3 separate regions of the Rattus norvegicus genome follow, and all the other regions are linked to region 1. The links are chromatin contacts, called in public Hi-C maps. All regions are on one chromosome and are shown on one strand. Each heading gives the region's core, a stretch centred on a gene start, on an enhancer-like site or on the middle of the called end of the contact. The rest is flanking DNA. Distances are from core to core; before and after follow the strand shown. Region 1 holds the start of Ube2s (ubiquitin-conjugating enzyme E2S). Region 2 holds the start of Zfp580 (zinc finger protein 580). Region 3 holds the start of Zfp865 (zinc finger protein 865).

Region 1 (2,846 bases), core at 212-2,711:
ACTGAAATCTCTTCCTGGGAGATGAAGTCCTACTGTTCTGAGGTCAAAGCTTCAGTTTGTTCTCTCCCCAGCATGGGATTCCTGGAGATAGTTTAATTCTCTCTAGATCTCTGCCATGCTGTCACAATTGGATTAACACTTCATGGTTATTAAGAGTCACTGGGAGTATATGTAAGGACAGGTCCAGGAGGTTAAGGGTGAGGGAAGAGATGACCTCAATGTGGACAGCACTATCCCATACACTAGGGGACGGATATAAAAGTTATGAGTCAAGGGTGTGGTGGCATATACTTTTAATCTCAGCACTCAGGAAGATGATCTCTGTGAGTTCAGGTCAGCCTGGTCTATAACTCGAGTTTCAGGAAGGACAGTCAGGCCTGCACAGAACAACCCTGTCTTGAAAAGCCCAAACAAAACAAAGCAACCCCACCCACCCCACTCCGCCTCCCTAAAAAAGGACTTCCAGGCCAGTTATGGCTAAATAATGAAATTCTCTCAAAAACGTAACAGAAGTGTATAGGATCTAGATGCCAGTCATAAAAGCCCTCAATAAGAACGTGGGACGTCCCTGGCTTCTTCCTCTGGCATCCCTAAGAATCCCAGAGTTTACTAGCCACTAAAGAAACTTAAGGGTGGCAAAGGTCACAAATCATATGCTAGAGGACCAGGAAGTCCAAGCCCTCAGAGTCATCCAACCTGATTTTCTGAGGGCTGCCTAACACAAAACAGGAGCACAGAACAAAATGGCGCCACATAGACAAATACACACAGACTTCCGCCTTTCCATAGCTTCCAGGCGAGGTCGCCCGCCTCCCAGAATAATATTTGCATACACAAAAGAAATTTAGACATTTCATTGGTCAAGGGTGGAGTCTATCACGCTGAGCTGGCTTCCCATTAGTAGCTCTCCATTTCTACCCGCCCCACGAGTCCAGACGCCCCACTTTATTGGTCAAAGACCCTTCCGTCACTCCTTTAACCCTTCCAGTCCCGCCTTCCCTCGCCCTGCCCCTTCCTCTAGCTAACCGTTAGTTGCGTGCGCGTCTTTCTCCATGCAGGAGCGCGCGCGCACGCCAAGTCGTGGCGGCGTCTCATTCAAACGGTCCAATCAGCGGCCGCGTCGCCTCTGCGGGTTTTTTTTTCCCCCCTTTCTCTCTGCTCGGGGTTTTTAGCCGCTTGGTTTCCTCAGGTCTACTCTTCTGCTGGCGCGAGCCCTCATTGGATAACCCTCTTCACAAACTTGGTTCGAACTTCTGCTCCTATTCTGAGAAGAGCCGGGGGGAGGGGGAGGAAAGCGCATTGACCGCCAAGCAACGTGCGCGTTGACGTAGCAGCCCAGACGTGCCGTGAAGGGCGGGGCCTGCGGGTAGCTATAAAAGTGCGGTGTTGGGCGCGCGGCCGGCTCAGTACGGACGGGCAGACGTAACGTTGCGTGCGTTTTGTAGCGGGCGTCGGAGTTAGTGGGGAGCGGAGCGGGCCCTCGGGGGCCTCGCTAGGGCCACAGCGGCCGGCAGTTGGGCCCCCCGCCCCGGCCGGCGGTCCGAGGAGTGCAGGAAGGGGGCCGGGGGGACCCGCCCCCGGCCTGTTGAAGTCATGGTGAGTGAAGCGGGAGGCCTGAGGGGCGGTTGGGGACTCTGGCAGAAGAGGCGACTGCGGCGTCCCAAGTGTTTTTTGGCCAGCTTCTGAGTGCTTTGGTGGCAGGGCTGGAGGTCCAGAGCCAGGAGTCGGCCCCAGGGCCTTTCTACAGACGATGAAGGAGCCCAGGAGGCCCTCAGAATCTTGGGGAGGGCTTTGGGTGCCTTGCGGCCCGCCCATGGGTGTTTTCAGGATCAAGACATCCCGCCGCCATTTCGCCCAGGCTTTTTCTTTCTTGATTTTTTTGGGGGGATTGGTGGGGGTATTTCAAGGCTAAGTAGGGGAAGGGCTCCGGTTAGGCCTTAGGCCACCTAGAACCAGTGGTGGACCCATGCGCGTCGTAACGAGCGGTTTTGAGAGGTTCGGGCACGATGAGCCACGTAGAAGCCTTTTCTGAAACAACGTCGTGTTTCTTTGGGGGCAACGGCCAGAAGCACCCTAGGTCTACTTGACTGGCAGTGATTGACATCCTCGTACCTATAAAGTATGGATTCTGGTATCCAGCATCCTTAATCCCAGATATTTCGGGCTGCTCACTCTCCTTTTCCTTCCGCGCCTAGAACTCCAATGTAGAGAATCTCCCTCCCCACATCATCCGCCTAGTGTACAAGGAGGTGACAACACTGACAGCAGATCCACCCGATGGCATTAAAGTCTTCCCCAATGAGGAGGATCTCACCGACCTGCAGGTTACAATCGAGGGCCCTGGTGAGTGTGGGCACGGAAGGGAGGGGCCACTTGACTGGATTTCTTCTGTCTTCTGTTGTGTGGCTGTGGAACAAACAGGATTCAACCTCTTGGGTGCTGGTAACAAAGTGTGGACTTTTGCTTAGGCTTGGATTAAAGCTGTCCCAAGTGTGACTTTCTAGAGACCTGCGGATGCATATAAATTAAGCAGAAATAGAAAGTGTACCGATCACCTGTCAAGCGTTAGGGCAAACGAGACTAAATGAAAACGCATTGTGAAGGAAAACAGGTGGTAATAAACTGATTCCATGTATTAAGTAAGCCACTTAGGTTTTTCAGACCTAATTTTTCAACTGAATTTATACAAAGTCAGCTAAAAATCAGTTTCAAAATCAAGTGTCTGGTCTGTTAGTGCTAGGGGTGTGGAAGATGTCTACCTGGTCTGCTGTTAGCTAGTATAGCTACTGCTGGTGGGCAGATCATCTGTGATTACCACTTTTGACCCAAGCAAGTAGGTAAAAGAA
Region 2 (2,846 bases), core at 91-2,590, 240 kb before region 1:
CTTCCGCCTTGGGAAAAGGGGGAGTCTTGGGGGGCGGTGGGTCCATGACCTCCGGAGAGGAGGACCGAGGGTGGGGTGGCCGCGGCGGCAGCAGCAGCATCTGGAGCGGCAGCTGGGAGCGGCGGAGGGAAGAGAAGTTAAGATCCTCTCTTCCTTTCAGGAAAAAAAAAAATCCTAAAAAGGAAGGTGTTCCCATTCTCTGCCAGACTGTGCTACTGACCTACCTCCCTTCAAAGTAAAAAGTGATTCCAGTCCCCATCTCTGGACACCAGGGCTTGGTAACACCCGGCTTCACCCGACTCAGGTCAGAACCTCAGACATCCTTCGGATTCCCTCCGCTCACCCCCACCCACTGAAATCAATCTCCAAGTCCATTTCTTTCTTTTTCAGTTTAGGTCCTCTCTAATCTCACATTCCAGAGCCTCCGAGATTTTTCTCCCATCTACCCATTCCTCTTTCTCAGAGCTTTACTCAAGCTCTGGCTCAGTCCTTTCCCTCAGGTCCTCAATACCTTCAGAGCCTTCCCAATCTCCACAGTTGTCGCCTCAAGTTTCCTCTCTAGATACTTATCCGGAGTTCCACTAACCCAATTCCCCACTTCCCATCCAGGGTTTTTTATGTCATCCCCACACTCTGCACCTAAAGGTCTCCCATTCTCTTTCCACTCCGGGAAACCCATCGTCTGTACTTCATTCTCTACTGCCTGCCTTCAATAATCGCCCCCATCTTGTTTCATTTCATTCACCACCGTCTCCACCCACAAAGTATCCTGACATCTTCGTTTTTCTCTCCGTCGCCGCCACCACCTTGGAGCATCTTTCCACTCTCAGTCATAGACCTCTGGTTTCTTGCTCCCAAACAGAAACCCCTAACCTTGGTCCCTCCTCTCTAGTTACAGCTGGCATCTCTGATCCCTCTTCACCTCCCAGGCTATATGATGCATGACCCCTAGCCTGGGGACTTCCAGCAACACTGGTCCTCTAAACCACCCCGTCCCGTTATATCCCGTAGGGCCTTCCTACTCCCCTGGCTTCCATAAGGAGCTTTGGCCTCCCGACATTCCTCTCTCCGGCTCTGGGCGTCGCTTTCGTCGCCTCACCGCTCCGACCCACACCCAGAGACCTGCCGGCCTCGCGCCCTGCCCAAGCCAGGCTCCTCCCTCCATCCCGGCCCCCGTACCCGGTGCAGCAGCCTCTCGGGTCCGGGGGAGAACGGGGCCGAGGTCCCGGACGGACCCGGGCTTGCCCTGACGAGCGCCGCGGTAGGAGCGAGCTTCCGGGCAGCTCCGGGCCGGCGGCGCCGGGGACGCGGGTCGGGGGGCGCAGGGGCGCGAGGGGCGACGGCGTCCCTGGGAAAGAGCACCGTTCAGAAACGCACGCTCCACAGACGAAGGTTCCGAGGCTGGAGTCAACGGCTCTAAAGGGAGCGCGTAAAGGGTGGGGGTGGCGCGTAGCCAACAAGAAGGACCTGCAAAAGAACAGTTCCCAGCTGCGTGCCATTCACGGAAAGAGCCATTCTGTTTCTTTGAGTGACCAGTATATTGAAGCTAAATACCGTGAAGTCTCGCAAGCCATCCATAAAGAATTGGAATGTACAGTTTGTTGTCTTTCCACCCTGCCTCCCCTTTCCGCTCAGGCAAAACCACTCAAGGCAGCAGGTTAGAGAAGGATGTGTTTCTGTTGGATGAGCAAATGGAGAAACTAAGGTCCAGAAGCCAGATCTCTGTTGTGGTTTGGTAGGGTCACAATCCTCACATCTTAGAAAGAGGGAAATCAATACCCAAAGAAGACGTTGCCAGATTAGGTAAAGTATATGTGGCGAAACAGAAGCTGGAGACACCAGATGTTGACAGAGAAAGGAAAATGTGCTAGTTCCGGCTGAGCATTTAGGGAATCTGAAAACTGGAGCTTGCTTGCTAGGTATAAAAATGGGGACAGGGCCGATGGTATAGCTCAGTCGATAGAATGCTAACCTAACATGCACTCTGGTTCGAGCCCCAGCACTACAAAAGAAACGGGTGTGATAGCTTGAAACAGAAGAATCAGAAGTTCAATATAGCGAGTTGGAGGCCAGCCTGGGTTACATGAAATCGCATCTTAAAATAAGGGTGGGGAGCAGCCGTGATTCTTGCCAGTGATCTGGTGGGGAAAAGTAAAGCCCAGAGGAGGCCAGCCATTCCTAGGCACAGGCACAGGAAGGTTTGGACTTGAATACATGAGGAAGCTGAGGCTCAGAGAAAGTCAAGCATTGTCATATACACAGGCAAGGAAGCTGGTTCTCCGGAATGGGTAGAAGTGGTGGGTCACCAGCACCCGCTGCCCAGGGTAGCTGGCATGCTGGGGCTCTTCGAGGAGGGTCCGAGCATCCAGTGTTCATGAAGTAACATTGCAGGTGCAGCCTGGGCCAGTGAAGACACTTCATATTTGTAAGATGCACTCTGGTATGAGAAGCAATTACGGGAGGTTGGGACCCATCTAGGGATAAGTCCTAGATTCATGTACTGGGAGTTGGGAGGGGGCAACAGCTGGAAATAGCTGAGGGAGAGAGGGTTAGTCTGATGCCCAGCCCAAGGACAACGCCACCCCAAAGAGTGGACTACCCCTTGAAGAATTATCCAATATCTTTCCCATCGGTGACAAATGCTATAATTTCTATGAGGCATGGCGGACACTGGATACATGAAGCTATTGAGCACTAGTGCTTCTGAGGCCCTAAAGTATGGAACTTATTCATTCCTTGATTTAGATTTGCCCCATTGGACAGTTATTTAAACTTTCTTTTTATTTCTTGAGACATGATCTCAAGAAGCCTAGCCTGGCTTCAAATTTGCTATGCAGCCTAAGATA
Region 3 (2,846 bases), core at 218-2,717, 220 kb before region 1:
TACCATACAACTGCATTCCCAACCTGATACACTATTTCTACAGAAAGCAACTAGTGCTCTTAACCTCTGAGCCAGTGGTTCTCAACCTTCCTAGCTAAAGGAAATCACATGGCCACGTGTAACTGCAAGCAGAAATGCTATCATACCCCACAAAAGAACAGAAATCTTAGCCAAGATGATAAATGTTCGGGTCTCCTGGTCTAGCCAAATAGAGTTTCAATGCATTCCCGTGTCTCTTTTCTAGCTGTTTGCACACACTTCTAAAGGTCTGTACAGAAGAGAGAGGAATGAAGTTGGGCATGGGGGGGTGCATGCCTGTATTAACAGTACCAGAAAGATCGAGAGTTCAAAGCCAGGGCTGGAGAGATAACGCAGAAGTTAAGGCAGCCTCCGTATGACAGCTGACAACCCTCTCTAGCTTCGCCATCTCTGGTATCTGTGGACACTACAGACATGTGGTGTATGGACATATATGCAAGCAGAGCGCCCATAAAAGGAGGAAGAGGAAGAGGAGGAAGTGGAGGAGGAGGAGGAGGGAGGGAGGGGAGGGAGGAGGGAAGAAAGAAGGAAGAGAGGAGAGGGAAAAAAGAGAAGGAAAGAAGATTTTTAAAAATCAAAATAGAGTTCAAGGCAGCATAGACATAAAAAGTTAGAGGCCAGCTCTCACTGTTTGGGGCCTTGTCAGAAGGCAGGAAACATGGAGGCGAGAATGGAAAGAGGAGCAGAAGAGGAGGAGTCAGGCCCTGGAGTGAGTTGAACTCTCAATAGAGCCCTGTCCCTAGTGCTGCTGAAAACCTTCTTTGAGCTCTTTTCTCTCAAACATCACAGCAATTCGCAGGGGTTTGCTTCTGGCTGAAATCACCTGAGCTGCCACTCATGAGTCCCATTCTTGGCACAGACTTATAAAACCTTCCATTCATAAACTGAGCACTATGAATTGAAAGTAACCCCAGAAACGTTTTCTGTGACATAAAACAACATCCCATGCCTGGCAGAGTTAGTTGTTTTTGTTTTTGTTTTTGTTTTGTTTTGTTTTTTGTTTTTTGGAGCTGAGGACCAAACCCAGGGCCTTGACTGAGCTAAATCCCCAACCCCAGCGGAGTTAGTTTTAAAAAGGGACTTGGCAGGCCAATCATAGTGACTCTGAGGCAAGCAGATTTCTGTGAGTTCGAGGCCATCTCGGTCTAACATAGAGAGTTCTAGGCCAGACAGGAATACAGAGTGAAAACATGCTTAGACAATAAAAAGTGGGGAGACGTCGGAATTCGTCGCTAGGGTGTGGCCGACCTCCCAGCTGCAAGTTCAGTCTATCTACGTGGGGGACTGACAGGTATTGAATTTTTGCCGCGTTCGGCCTATTGCACCCCCCACGGCCCCGCCCATATACCCGTTATGACCCCGCCCCTCGTCGACCTGCCCCGCGCATGCGCAACGCCGCCAGCCCGGACCCCACCCCTCACGGAGCAATCTTTGCCCTCAGGGACAGGGCTTAGGTACAAGATGGCCGCCGCGCGCCCGGATCCCCCGATTCCGAGCTCACCGACCCAGGAGTCGCTATCCCCGGAGCCGCCGGACCTGGTGCGGGCGATGAAGGGGGTCTGGGCCGGGGGTTCACGGCGAAGACATCGCAGGGCAGGGGGCGGGGTCAAGGCGGGGCCTAGGAGAATTGGGCGGGGGTATGGTAACACTCTGGGGCGGGGTTTAAGGAGGAGCCTATTGGGAATGAGGAGCAAGGCCTGGTTGAGGTGGGTCCTGAGGACAGGTTGTGTCTTGGGCCTGGATGAGTACTGGGAGAAGACAAGGGGTGTTATTTGCATAAAGAAGTGTGGAGTCTTAAATGGGAGGGGCATCAGGGAAATTATAGGGCTAGTGGATGGTTGGGAAGGTGACCTCAAAGGAGAGCTATAATCCTGTCACCATGTTGGGATGGCATTTGATGATATAAGGACTGCCTTACGAATGCGCAAGGGAGGAGATATGGGAGCTTCAGATGACTTTAGAACTTCTAACTAGTGACTGAAAAGTAACTCAAAATATAGGTTCATTCAGCAAACATTTAAAGTTCCAGGGGATCAAAATGGACAACGATTGCGTTCTCTTGCAGCTTGCAGTCTTATGAGGAGAAAAAGTGATGATAAAGAGAATTTATGTCCTATAAGAGAAATAAGACGTAGGGTTGGGGATTTAGCTCAGTGGTAGAGCGCTTGCCTAGCAAACGCAAGGCCCTGGGCTCGGTCCCCAGCTCCGAAAAATAGAAAAAAGAAAAAAAAAGAAAAGAAAAAAAAAAGAGAAATAAGACGTACACTCAGAGTGGGGGTGGTGGGAGCTAAATTGAAATGGCAGAAGTCAGCTGGGTGCCGGCTTATATTTACACTGTAATCGGTGAGATAAGCAGGATCCAGATCATGTTTGATATTATAGGAAGGACACGAGGTTTTAAGTGCAACTGGAGGGCTTGGAGTGGTGAAAAGTGATGACCTCATCTACATTTTCCAAGGTCCATTTGGGCACTCTAGGAGAGGTGGATAATGAGGGGCAGAGGCAGGAACAGGGATTCCCTTTGAGTGATGTTTTGCATTCTAAGGGGAATAAATTATGAGGCTTTTAACTAGTACAGAGGAGAGGCACCCCCATGTCTATGGTATATTTGGGGCAAGAAGGGGAAAATGTCAGAATGGATCCAGCAAGAATTCTGGATCATGGATAACAGGGTTAAGAAACCAAGGGATGAGGCTGAAGAGGTGGCTCGGCCTTAAGAGTACTGACAGAGAAGCCTTTCGGAAAGTCTTTTAATAGGAACAGACTGGAAGTCCCCACTCTCACCCCATACTACAATTCCCAAGTCC

What was found. A called contact is a pair of places that touch in the nucleus more often than the background predicts.
Region 2: a Hi-C map of the A7r5 cell line shows a contact between it and region 1, with 6 times the contacts expected there. The contact joins the promoter of Zfp580 here to the promoter of Ube2s in region 1. A contact is called at or near these places in 3 of 12 Hi-C or Micro-C datasets (the A7r5 cell line, Schwann cells and psoas muscle) and 1 of 1 datasets of contacts at active chromatin or transcription factors (oligodendrocytes).
Region 3: a Hi-C map of frontal cortex shows a contact between it and region 1, with 2.1 times the contacts expected there. The contact joins the promoter of Zfp865 here to the promoter of Ube2s in region 1. A contact is called at or near these places in 3 of 12 Hi-C or Micro-C datasets (the A7r5 cell line, Schwann cells and frontal cortex).

What each region holds. Positions count from the first base shown.
Region 1 is chr1:78,056,198-78,059,043 of GRCr8, forward strand. It overlaps Ube2s (ubiquitin-conjugating enzyme E2S), which reads left to right and starts at 1,462. Exons shown (of 4, transcript NM_001106224.2): 1 at 1,462-1,596; 2 at 2,196-2,343. The coding sequence starts at 1,594. It overlaps LOC134482885 (a long non-coding RNA gene), which reads right to left and starts at 1,164. Exons shown (of 2, transcript XR_010059564.1): 1 at 1,027-1,164.
Region 2 is chr1:77,816,787-77,819,632 of GRCr8, forward strand. Zfp580 (zinc finger protein 580) reads right to left here and starts at 1,341. Exons shown (of 2, transcript NM_001317059.1): 1 at 1,180-1,341; 2 at 1-112. The coding sequence starts at 100.
Region 3 is chr1:77,832,675-77,835,520 of GRCr8, forward strand. Zfp865 (zinc finger protein 865) reads left to right here and starts at 1,468. Exons shown (of 2, transcript NM_001134544.1): 1 at 1,468-1,578. The coding sequence starts at 1,501.